Regions from separate parts of the Sus scrofa genome. Here region 1 is linked to region 2. Evidence: chromatin contacts called from public Hi-C data. All regions are on one chromosome and are shown on one strand. Each heading gives the region's core, a stretch centred on a gene start, on an enhancer-like site or on the middle of the called end of the contact. The rest is flanking DNA. Distances are from core to core; before and after follow the strand shown. Region 1 holds the start of CLYBL (citrate lyase subunit beta-like protein, mitochondrial). Region 2 holds the start of TM9SF2 (transmembrane 9 superfamily member 2).

Evidence for each region. Hi-C and Micro-C count contacts between places; a contact is called where the count stands out from the background.
Region 1: a contact with region 2 is called in a Hi-C map of liver, with 4 times the contacts expected there. The contact joins the promoter of CLYBL here to the promoter of TM9SF2 in region 2. A contact is called at or near these places in 1 of 5 promoter capture datasets (liver), 1 of 47 Hi-C or Micro-C datasets (liver) and 1 of 2 datasets of contacts at active chromatin or transcription factors (skeletal muscle).

Annotation. Positions count from the first base shown.
Region 1 is chr11:68,505,570-68,511,819 of Sscrofa11.1, forward strand. CLYBL (citrate lyase subunit beta-like protein, mitochondrial) reads left to right here and starts at 2,259. Exons shown (of 9, transcript XM_021065861.1): 1 at 2,259-2,378. The coding sequence starts at 2,314.
Region 2 is chr11:68,402,345-68,409,115 of Sscrofa11.1, forward strand. TM9SF2 (transmembrane 9 superfamily member 2) reads left to right here and starts at 5,490. Exons shown (of 17, transcript XM_021065854.1): 1 at 5,490-6,362. The coding sequence starts at 6,192.

The DNA of each region.
Region 1 (6,250 bases), core at 1,009-3,508, 100 kb after region 2:
AGAGCTCATATTCTATTCCTGTAGATGGAGTTTCTAAACCAGAGTACTAGCAGCCTTTCTACGAGTGGGACTGCCTGAGCAACCCTAGCCTTGCCTAGAAATGGCCTCCAAAGGCCACCTGATTAGGGCAGTAATTCCCTCCCACCTTGAGACCAGAGAAAAGGCACAAATAAGAGAGTAAATTCAGTGATGAGATCCTGTGTATAGCACAGGGAACTAGCTCCAGTCACTTGTGATGGAACATGATGGAGAATAATGTGAGAAAAGGAATATATATGAGACTGGGTCACTTTGCTGTACAGGAGAAATTGACACAACACTATAAACCAACTATAATGGAAAAAATAAAAATCTTTTTTTTGCTTTTTAGGGCCTCACCCATGGCACATGGAGGTTCCCAGGTTAGGGGTCGAATTGGAGCTGTAGCCACTGGCCTATGCCACAGCCACAGCAATGCAGGATCCGAGCCACATCTGTGACCTACACCATAGCTCACAGCAACACCACATCCTTAACCCAGTGATCGAGGCCAGGGATAGAACCTGCAACCTCATGGTTCCTAGTCGGATTCATTTCTGCGGCACCACAACAGGAACTCCAAAGATAAAAATCGTAAAAAAAAAAAAAAAAGTAAATTCACAAATCAATAGATAAACATGGTGATGGGGGCTGTGATGGAAATGATCAGATGGCTGTGCCAGTGAACTAGACTGGGGGATGCTATGCATTGTCCGTGCGGGCCCTTTGAGCAGGTGGCAGTAGGGTCAATGTCCAGGATGCTGAGACGGGTGTAGACATATGCATTGTGGGTATAGGAAACAGCATGTGTGAAGGCCCTTAAGTGGGAGAGGGCTTATCAAACTCAAGAAATAACTGCACAGAGAGAAGATGGATGGCCTGTTGCAGAGACGGGCAGGGGCCAGATAGAGTAAGGACTTCAGATGAAAAATTGGGGTTTTACTCTAACTGCTTCTGTCCAAAGTTCATAATAACAGAAGTAAAATCAATGAATCACCAAAGTAGTAATTAGCAAAATCTTATTGTGCACATACCAAAAAGACATTTTGCAAACTGGGAGCTCAAACTGAAACATGGAACAAGGCTCAGGGATATATTGTTATAAGCAGTTTATTTAGTGAGAAGGAAGTGATTGTTTATTCTTCACAGTGATTGGTTATATTAGAATTTTCTTAAATGATAGGGAACTAGTCAGTGGTTACCTCATTTCAACCTTGGGAAATAGTTCAAGGTTTGGGTATGATTTCCAGAGGCATAAGCAAGAAATGACCTAGGTTGAGCTGTCTTGCGAAATAAGCTAAATCAGACGTTGCTTGTATGATGACATTGTTTGTCTGCTCACAGAATTTTCAGGGTTGGTCTCCATTTGTTTTTTATTTTAACGCTTTTCACTGGAAGTCGCCAGAGTTTTAAGAAAGGAATTGGTGTGATGATGATAATACTAATAAGTAATTAACATTGCTGAGCACAAGCTCTGGGCTAGGTGAAGTTTTAAGCTCTTTATATATATTGACTCAATTTAGCCTAATAGCAACCCTGTGAGGTGAGTACTGTTTCCATTACCGTCTTATAGGAGGAAACTGAAGCATGGAGAGCTTAAGAAATTTGCTCTAAGTCGCACATCTGGAAAGCTCCGTTTTAATATCTTATCATTCTCCTAACTGTGAAGACGGAGGGGTTGTATTTGCTGACAGACTGGCAGGAAGGACCTGGGCTGAAGAGTTGTGTTTGCTGCCCACGTCCTCAACAAGCACTTCTCTAGCCCAGAAAGCTGCCGGCAACGGCTATTCTGATCCTATTACAGGCATGTCCGTCCCTGGACGGATTAAATGTTAACCGAGGCACGCACATGGTGAGGCTCACAAAGTTTGTTAGGTAGTCTTTTAACAAAAACAACAGAAAAATCTCTAGAAAAATTGGCCAGGTCTGGCTGGGAAAATGCAAGGTCTCTCGAAAGCCGTCCTAAAAAAAACCCAGAAGAATGGGAAGGGTTGGATTCAGTCACCAAAAAAAAAAAAAAAAAAAATGCTCGAGAAGAAGCCATCCACTTGGACTCCACTCTGCCCCGCGTTACATTCCTGGAAGGTCTGAGCGCTCGAGTTGGCAGGTGCGCAGAGCGGGAGGGCGTGGCTTGCGGGGGGCGGGGCAGGCAGCTTGGGAAACGAGGTCGAAGCGGGCCGTGCGCGGGGCGGGGCGAAGTAGGGGTATCCTGGGGCGTGGCGACGTGGGGGCGTGGCCCCGAGGGCGGGGCGAAGTGGAGACGGACTTGGCGGGGGCGGGGCGCGCGTTGAGAAGATGGCGCTGCGTCTGCTGAGGAGGGCGGCGCGTGGAGCGGCGGCCGCGGCGGCGCTGCCAAGGCTGTGAGTGCAGGTCCCTAGTCCCCTCGCCACCCGGCCGAGCTCGCCCAGGGTCGGTGCCCGGCTCAGCGTTTCGGGCTGAGCGCGGCCTTCCGCGTCCCTGGAGGGAACTCCCGCGGGCCACGAGCACCGTGCGCCTCCCGCGCGCGGGCTCGACCTCAGCCAGGGTCGCCGACGGCCCGCGAGGGTCTCTCCCACGGACTGTGCCTCCCTGGGGGCCGGCCTTTGCTTGGGCCCGGAAAATGGGTGCAAACATTGGATTTCTCAGACCCAGAAAAAAAGCTAGTCTCCCCACAAATGGAAACCATGAACGTGTGGGTGTTTTATTAAAGGGAGCCTGAAATTATCAGGCTGGCCTGATGATGCCATCTTCCCCCTAGTTGTCAGCACCGCGGTTCCCAAACTGTGTGCTCTCAGGACCCCTTTATACACTGAGAAGTTACGAGGACCCCTGAAGAGTTTTTGCTTATATTTGTTCATTTTTACAGCATGGGGAATGAAAGACAAAATTTTAAACTACTCATTTAAAAATAGCAAACCCATTTGTATTTAACACAAATGGCATCTTTAATGACAAATATATTTTCCGAAAAATGAGAAGAGTGGCATGGTTGTATATTTTTGAATATCTCTTCAGTGTAATAAAGGACAATTGGAATCTCATATCAGCTGTTTTGGAAGAAGTTTACTAAAAAATTCCAGGCTCCTGCACACATTAGTTAGAAAAGGGAAGACTTTGCAGACCCTCTAAAAGGGTCTCTGGGACCCTCAGGTGTCCTCAGATCACACTTTGAGAACCGCTGGTCGAGACTAGCTTGTTTGCCCGTGTCATGCACACACATGATTCTATTCCCTGACTACCATGTGAAGGAGCTGGGTGACCCGTCTCTAAAGATGAAGAAACCGACTCTCAGAGAAGGTACATGACTCTCAAAACAGGAGAGTTCAGAAACCAAATCCTTTGCTTCTGGTGTGGAACATCTGCTTGCTCTGTGTTTCCTGAATCGATGGTGTCCCTGCCAGGGCCTGCTCAGTCTTACGCTTCCCATTTTCCCATTTCCTAGACCTGGGCCTGGTAATGGGATCACCCCTGGGCCAGAGGAGCTCCCGAAGGGGTATACCCAGACCCTTGCAGAAGGTCCCTTTTCTGGACTGTGAAGGGGCCCGCTTTTGTGGTGTGTTCAACAGTGGGTCCAGTGGCCACACCCAGTCACCTACTTTTGAGGCTCCTGGGGCTCAGCCCACGATGCTCTTCACCTCCCTAGGCACACTGGTTAATTTTCAGTATACCCATACACCGCACCCAGCCCCTGGCAGCAGGCTTTCATGCAGGCCTGCATCCAGGTCAAGTCCTGTGGGTCCTGGCGCCTTCAGAACGCATGGGGCTGGGAAAAGTAAATAAGCTGAAGGCCAACCTAAAAGGCCCGCCTAGGGATGCCTTAATTTCTACCCCAGTTGGTTTGCATTTCAACTCCAGGCCATCGGACCTGCTTCTGGAGGCTTTTTTCTTCTGTTTTTGGTCTCAGCACCATTGCCCGTAGGCTGGTGTTGACCCTTCTTCCCAACCCTCCAACAGTTGCCCCTTTACAGTGCTGTCCCTGATGCTTCCCTGCCCATCCTGTCTCCAGCCGTGCATCTCTCTGTGGCCACGGCTTGATTTATGTAGATACTCTGCCCTCAACTTGGGGGAATGTAACTCCCCATGAGTATTTGTGCTATTGCCAGGGATGGCTTTTAAATTCCCTCAGCTGGCGGAACAAACAAGTATGTGTGAATAGTAACCCGTGCATATACACACATCTGTAAATGTTTCTCATGTAAGCATCTGTATCTGTATTAAACTAAACATGAGTTCATACTGTCTCTAATTCCAACCCACTGCCACATGGATCATTCCAGCCTCCTCCCCTTGATTGTAAATTGTCACTCCAGCCTTGAGAAACCTGGCTCCCACCATATGCCTTCCAGTTACTCAGTGATTCCGTTTCAGCGTACACGTGTGGCAGTACCTGTATTGTTAGACCATACATACTCCATGGGAGAAGACTTTACCATCGAGGGTCCAGTCAGTAATCAGGTGCAGTTCCTTTCCCTTTAGTCTTATAGGGTCTGGTCACCTTTTTCTCCCATCCCCTGCAGTGAGGTTGATTCATACATTTGTAATACCCTAAACCTCTCTTGTCACAGTTTGCATTCTTTCCTGGGATCCCTCTATCTCCCAAATGATTTTTTAAATTACATATATCAAGGTTCACTATAAAGTTTGAGGCTTTTGAGAAGTACGTAATATCATGTGTCTACTGTAACAGTATCATACCTCCCTAAAAATCCCCCTGTGCTTTATCTATTTATCCATTCTCTTCTCCTTCTAAACTCTCATTTTACTGTCTCTATCATTCTGCCTTTTCCAGAATGGCATGTAATTGGGGTCATCCAGTGTCTTTTTAGGCTGAGCTCCTTAGCAGTGTGCATTAGGTTTCCTCCGTGTCTTTTCATGGTTTGTTAACTCATTTCGTTTTAGTGCTGAGTAATATTTCATTGTATAGATGTACCACAGTTTATTTATCCATTAACCTATTGAGGGGTATTTTGGTTGTTCTAGTTTTGATTATGAATAAAGCTGCTATAAACATATGTGTAGGTTTTGTATGGACATACGTTTTCAAATCAGTTGGGTAAGTACCTACGAGTATGAATGAGCGGGAAGACAATATTTTGCTTTATAACAAACTGTCTTCCAAAGTGGCTGTACCATTTTGCATTTCCACCATCAGTGCTTGAGAGTTTCTGTTGCTTTGTGTCCTTGCCAGCATTTAGTATCTTTAGTTAAAAATTTTAAAGCTCTCGTAATAGATGTGTAGTGTATAGTGGTATATGTTGTATCTTAAGGTGTAAATTTGTTTTAACTTGAAATTACCTGAAGTCAGAGGATGGGGAGCACCTTGTCATGTTTTGTTTGTTTGTTTGTTTGTTTTTGCCATCTGGGTATCTTCTTTGGTGAGGTGCCTATTCAGATCTTCTGCCTCTTTCTTATTTGGGTTGTTTCTTTATTGTTCAATTTTAAATATTATTTGCATATTTTAGATATAAGCCCTTTATCAGATATATGTCTCGCAGATATTTTCTTCCCGCCTGGGACTTGTCTTTTCATTTTCTTAACAGCATTTTTCACACAGCAGAAGTTTTTGATTAAAGCCTTCTGAAATTTTTGATAAGCCTTCTGAAGACAAGCTTATCAATTTTTTTTCTTTCATAGATCATGCTTTTGGTTAAATATTTAAAAACTTATTGCCAAATCCTAGGTCACATAGATTTTCTCCTGTATTTTCTTTTAGAAATTTTGTAGTATTGTGTTTTATACTTTGGTCTAGGATCCTTCGTGAGTTAATTTTTATGACGAGTGTAAGGTCTGTCTAATTGATTTTTTTTTTTTTTTTTTTTGCATATTGATCTAGTTTTTCTAGCCCAATTATTGGGGGGGAAAAAAACCTGCCCTTTTTCCATTAAATTGCTTTTATTCCTTGGTCAAAGATCAGTTGACTATATTGCTGCTGAAAAGCAGCCTCTGCTCCCCAGTCCCAATTGAAACACTGAGAGAGTTTTGGGTGAAGTAGAAAAGGGTGATTTATTGCTTTGCCAGGCAAAGGAGGGCACAGCAGGCCTGTGCCTTAAAAACTGTGTCCTCCCTTGGGGAAAAACCGAGGGACGTTTTATAGTCTTATGGGAGAAAAAGAAGGCTATATAAGAATCAGGGTTGGGACAGGCACACATTCTTTTTTCTCTTGGAGAATTCTGGTCATCAGAGCTGGCGTTGGGAGATTTTGGTGTAGTCCGGTGGTCTTCTAGGATATGACATCCTGACCTTTCCTAGAACG
Region 2 (6,771 bases), core at 4,240-6,739:
CTAAGAAGATATCGAGTCTTAAGAATTACCCCAGCTTCCTGGGAGCATCCAACCCAGAGCAAAGCTCCATTTCTTTAAACACTCCCCCAAATCATCCAGCACAAGCACCAAATCCGATGAGCCCCTTCCTCACCCCCTCTTGACCTCATGGTTCCCCATGGTGTGCATTTCCCTTCACTGTATCAGACAATAAACTCGACTAGTGATAGACTCAACCCCTGGTGTGTTCCTCATGGTCTTTGGTTGGAGGGCATTGACACTGGGGAATCCAGGATAATCTAACAGCCAGAGATTATTTTCTTGTCAAGACTTTATTTTATTTTATTTTTTGTCTTTTTGCTATTTCTTGGGCCGCTCCCGCAGCATATGGAGGTTCCCAGGCTAGGGGTTGAATCAGAGCTGTAGCCACCGGCCTACACCAGAGCCACAGCAACGCGGGATCCGAGCCGCGTCTGCAACCTACACCACAGCTCACGGCAACGCCGGATCGTTAACCCACTGAGCAAGGGCAGGGACCGAACCCGCAACCTCATGGTTCCTAGTCGGATTCGTTAACCACTGCGCCACGACGGGAACTCCAAGACTTTATTTTTTTAATTTTTTATTTTTTTGTCTTTTTGCCTTTTCTTGAGCCACTCCTGCGGCATATGGAGGTTCCCAGGCTAGGGGTTTAATCAGAGCTGTAGCCACCGGCCTACGCCAGAACCACAGCAACACCAGATCTGAGCCACGTCTGCGACCCACACCACAGCTCACGGCAACGCCGGATCCTCAACCCACTGAGCAAGGCCAGGGATCAAACCCTCAAACTCATGGTGCCTAGTCAGATTCGTTAACCACTGCGCCACGAAGGGAACTCCCCTGTCAAGACTTTAAAAACAGACCTATCACTAGGGTGAATTTACATTAGCCACAGACACTGAAATTGATGGGTAGATAAAATTATTATTTAATAATTTTTTTTAAAAAAACCAAGAAGAGTCAGAAAAGGCAAAGTTACATAGAGTCCAGAAGTAGATTAGTGGCTGCCTGGAGCTGTGTGGAAAAGTGGGTTAAATGTTAAAGGTCCTTTTATTTGGAGCAATGTTCTAAACCTGTATTATGGCAGCAGTTGCATAACTCAATAAATTTGCTAAAGCCCACTGAATTGTACACTTAAGTAAGTGAATTGCGTGGTATGTAAATTACACATCAATAAAGTTGTTAAAACAACAACTCCAGGGGAGATCAGCTACATGAATCCAGCAAATGTCCTCTCTCTGTAAGCAAACTACATGACCAGCCACCCTGTAAGCAGAAAGTGGGTTAAGGCATAAATTCAGAGCAAGTAGAACTGGCTATACGATTAAAACACCTCCGTTTACATCTCAGAGATTACAACCATTGCAGGTGTGGAGTCTTTATACTTTGGTGTTTGCCTCTGTCGCTTTCATTTTTCAAGGTTTTGCTGGCCAAATAATCCTTCTTCTGGTTACCTCTCCTACTTTTGGCCTATACATCAAATCATGTTGTCCTGGGAATCATTTTTCATCTTAAAACTTCAGATACCCTTGGCTTTGAGCTACCAAGGGTTGTGTTTATAGCCTAAGGGCCACTTTTATTTCTAAGTTCTGGTGTTTTTGTCCACAGCAGTGCTGGACCTGAGCCACATCTTTGACCCTTACTGCCTCTTGCCACAATGTGGGCTCCTTAATGCACAGAGCAAAGCCAAGGATTGAACCCGCATCCTCATGGATACTAGTTGGGTTCTTAAACCACTGTGCCACAAGGGGAACTCCCCAAGTTACAGTGTTTAGACTGGGAGGAAAAAGGACTATGGTGACTTTTGGTTCCATGAACTATCACAATTTTATATCAGAAATAGAATGGCAATGAGGTGATTTTTATCTTCTAGAAAATCACTACAGGCATGTAATGAGCAGACTACAGTTATGCTTCCTGCACTGTGTCCAGAAGCTGGGTTGCCAAATAAAACATATGCATGTCCCATGGAATATTTGGGACATACACAGACAAAAAAATGATTCATTGTTCATCTGAAATTAAAATCTAACTGGGCAGCCTATGATTTCACTTGCGAAGAAATACACAGAAGCCATGGGAAATTCAGAAAAACAGCTGTCCAAATAATTTTGGCATAAAGCAGTGGAAAAAATAAACACCGGATTTTTAACAGCTTTAAATGGAGCCAGCAAATGCTACTGTAGCAAGGGAGAAGATCCTGTCCCTCAAGTTTTACGGCCGAGTCAGAAGTGTTATTTAGTCCTTGGAGAAAGGAAGCGTCACAGTCAAGGGGAGGGTGGAAGGAAAACTTCATTTCTTCCTAGTTTGGAACTAGAATCCTCACTCAGCCCTTCTGCGTGGCAGCGCCCAGGGAGGAGGCGCCCACAAGCCAGGGATTCCATTTTGCCGCCTGGGTGAGGGACAGAGCAATGTCGCCACGCCAGATTCCCGGTACCTGGGTGCCACCTGCCCCAGGTAACAGAAAGAAACCCTGGCAAGGCTGGATGCGGAAGTAAGGAGTCCGCCCCGCCCCGCCCCGCGGCCGAGCTCCGCCCCCGGCCCCTCCCACCCGGCCCCGGCCGTGCGGGATGACGTGTCTGAACTCTGGAGGCGGAAGCGGGGAGAAGGTCGCCAGGGTAGGGGTTGGCGAGGCGAGGCTGGCCGGCCCTGCGCACGCGCGATCGGCGCTGGGCGGCCCGGGTTGCGTCTGAAGTCCGGAGATCATTTTTATTGAGAAAGAACTCCACTTATCCGGGTTTTTGCTGATGCTGAGCTCGGAGGATCGAGGGGGCGGCGAGATTTGGAAGGACCCACCCCCCGCCATAGACTCCCCGGCTCCGTCCGCTGAGTCTCAAGGAGTAACCGTTTGCGGGCGCTCAGTCCGCCTTCTTTCCTCTGTCAGTGGAAGAGGTTAAACGCATCTGGAAAACCTCAGGTTTATTTCAGCGCTCAAAAGCCTTCGATTCTGAATTCAGATCTAGAATTTATATGGTCCAGCCGGTACCAAACCTGCAGTACTTTGTAGTTACTTGCTGCTCTTGTCTCCTTTATGTGCCGTACGCTGCTCTAGGCTCTGGGGTGCAGAGACCAGGTCCTTACTCCCCCGGGGTGTACGTATAAACGAGGAGTGAGGCAGTAAACAAATAACCACGTTAACTCCAGGTAGTGATAAAGTAGTGAGGAGTGCCTGGGGGGCGGGTTAAGCAGAAAGTAGAACGGAGGGATTTAAAGATTTAAGATCGCTTTGTCAAGAGTGCAAGCTGAGAGGCTATTGCATTTAGTACAGGTTCAAGAGAACTACGATTTTGGCTTGAACTAGGCTGTAGCTGTGGACATGGTAAGTACGGAGGATTTAGTCTAGTTCAGCGGTCCAGCAAGCACAACTTGTTGAAGGACTGTTTGTGGAGAGTGAAGGAACTTGAAATTTAGGTTATCTCCCAGGTTTGGGGCCTGAGAAGCACGGGGGCGGGGGGTGTGTCAGCAGTGCCCTTTCTTGTGTGGGGGGGCACTGAGATAGTGAAGTTCAAGTATTTAGTGGTACTGGATAAACAGAAGGTAGTGAACAAAAAATGTTGGCGTTCTTGTAACTCAGCTCAGTGGAAAAGAACCGGACTTTAGTATCCATGAGGACACAGGTCCGACCCCTGGCCTCACTCAGTGGGTCGAGGATCCTCCTACCTTGCTGTGAGCTGTGGTGTAGGTCGCAGACGTGGCTCGGATCTGGCGTTGCTGTTGCTGCAGTGTGGGACTGCAGCTACAGTCCCGATTGGACCTCTGGCCTGGGAATTTCATGCCACAATTGCAGCTCTAAAAAGCAAATAATAATAATAATGTTAATTTTATTCTGCTACCTTTCTAAATGGAGAGAAACATCGCTTCCTCGTATTATATTAGAAATCTCTATGACTTCAACAATAGAATATTATAAATTCTTTTTCCCTAGACCAAATACATTGGGCAAATATATTAATTGTTTGCTCAAAGGAGAAGTGACCTAAATACAATCCAACTGCTCAGGCCCCCCAACCACCCCCACCCCCTACACCTGCAGTTTCTATTATAACACTTGATGCCTTTCCTCTGTATAGTGCTTAACCCTTGCCCCTTAATCTTCACAACCACTTAAAGAATATGGTGTTGACTGAAAAAAATGCACCACCTTAAAGTTGAGAATTATGTTTTATCTGGCGGACAGAATTGAGGACTTAAGCCTTTCAGATAGCTTTGAGGACTGCTCTGAAGAGGCAAGGGAGAAGCCAGGATATAATGGCTGTTTTTGCGAAAGACCAGGTAGTAAGAACTTTAAAAGATTACGGTTAAAGAAAATCAGACATCTTGAGTTAATTAAATTTAGCACTGTTCTTTGTATGGGAAGATGCAGGAGTCTGGCCTCACTGGAAATACTCCTTCAGTATGCGCCTTAGCTATCCAGGACCAGTATCCTGCTTTTCCCCATCCGGAATCCCCTCAGGGTGCACAGTTGGCGGTAGCTGCAGTGGCTGAGGGCCTGGCAGTTTGTCTCCATCCTGAGTTCCCTCAGGGCTCACTGTCAGCCGGGGCTGTACTGTCTTCATGGCTGCAACATCCTCTGATGACGGATATGGCAGGTACCATTTTTCATTCGCAATGGACATCCTATTATACTTCCTGGGACTTGATGATTTAACTTGCTCAAGGTCCCCATAAGTTAATAGTGCTGTTCCAAAGCTGGAGTTCTTAGTGGGAACTATCTTTGCGAGCATGTTCTGCTTACTCCCCAGCATAGAACAGTGGTCCTTAGCCTTTTTTGCACATAGATTCCTTTGAAAATTTAATGTTATAAACTGTCCAGGAGAAAACGTGCAGATACCCACAAGAATTTAGATAGGATTGCCTGGGGCCCCACAAATTTCTGAATTGTCCATCTAGTAAACGTGCCCCTGTTTGATTTCTCAGCTGAAGTACTTCTGGGTTGATTCCTTGCTAGAAAGTCTACATGAATACCATCTTCTGAAGTATTCGATTGAACTCCAAGGTTCAGCTGAATTGACTTTTTAAACAAAGACTGTCCACCATTCCATTTCTACAATGATCAAACCAGTCCCCCACCGACAGGGTGCCCTGAGGGGAATTCAGGATGGAGAAAAACGGGAGTATACTGTGCTCTGGATACTGACCCTGGATAGTTAAGAGGATATCTAGGGAATAATTTCAGTGAACCCAGATTCTTGCATCTTCTCATACCTAGAAAAGCACTAATCCTTAACTTGAGATGTCTTTTCTTCCTGATTATCAGTAATCTTTGATTTTTTTTTCCATATATATTCTGGCTTCTCCCTTACCTCTTCAGAGCAGTTGCTCAGAGCTTAGAGGCTGTCTCCCTCGCTACAGTCCTCAGTAAATTTCCTGAATAAAACTTAACTCACAACTTTTGTGCATTTTTTTCTCTTCTCCCTCTCTCTGTTTTTTTTTTTTTTTTTTTTTTTTTTGGTCACCAAAAGCAAGTTTCAGAGTTCCTCGGGTGAGAGACCTGGCATGGTCACTGCTGTGGCCCCTGTTTGATCCCTGGCCCCCAAAACTTCCACATGCCTCAGGTGTTGCCAAAAACCAAAAAACACAAGTTTCTCCCTGAAAAATACTCAAAAAATGCACTGCACAAACAAATCCGTCTGTATACAGCAAAGAAGGGCATGGCATCACTTCAATAGGAAAAGCAACAGAGACGTGCTCAAGGATGATGATACCAGATTCCTATTTTGCTGGAACTGCTTTGCTTACTGGGGTGCGGAAACCGCGGGAAACTGAGACAAAGCAGAAAGCTTGCGGCGCCGGCGCCGGGCCCCAAGGGAGCTCTAGATCGGAATTTGGAATCGGAACGTGAGTGCTGGAACCTCCCTCACAGCAACCACTCCAGCCGGACCGCTGAAAACCTGGAAAGTGGATTTCCTCCACTCCGGCTCCCGGAAACTCCTGGGGGCGCCTGCGGCCGCTCTCACTGAGCATGTGCAGGCGGCGTTGCGCATGCTCCGTCGAGGCCCGGTTCGGTTTCTGTTGCGGAACCCGTGGTGTCTCCTAGCGCAACCGGAACTGTCCGTCGCGGGGCCGGCCTCCCTCAGCTCCGGCGGCCTGGTCCTCGTCTCCGAGCCTCCCCGTCCCTCCTTCCCTCTTCACCCCCGCGGCTCGGCTGCCCTTTCCCCGGAACAGCCGTCATGAGCGCCAGGCTGTCGGCGTCGTTTCCATCTCGGTGGCCGCGGCTGTGGCTGCTGTCGCTGCTCCTGCTGGGGGCCGCCCCGGGCCCGCGTCGGGGCGCCGCTTTCTACCTGCCCGGCCTGGCGCCCGTCAACTTCTGCGACGTAGAAAAAAAGAGCGACGAGTGCAAGGTGGGTGCGGCCTGACGGACCCCCGGGTGCATTGTCGGAAGGGGAAGCCTCTCCGTGCCTGGGCGGCCGGGGCCCGAGGGGAAGGGGGCGTAGCAGTGGGTGCGGTCCAGTGTCCCCAGAAGCGCTTGGGGTTGGCGCGGCTGTGCGCCGGAGGCTCCGGAACGGCCTGGTAGCGGGGTGGATTCTGCAGGACTCGGTGGGCCTCGGGCTCTCCTCCCGTCTGGCCGAGAGCTAGTGTGTGTGCAGCTGTCCTGAAACGGGGACTGTGCGTGTCCGGCGCTCCCTTGGAGTTGGATGCGTGCAGGTCAGCGAGCGTTCCACGAGTTGGGGGTGTTCGCTTACAGCCCGGTCACGCTCTGCAAGGAAGGGGGCGGCCAGGTCTTCCAGCAACTTTTAAGTTCATTGCTGC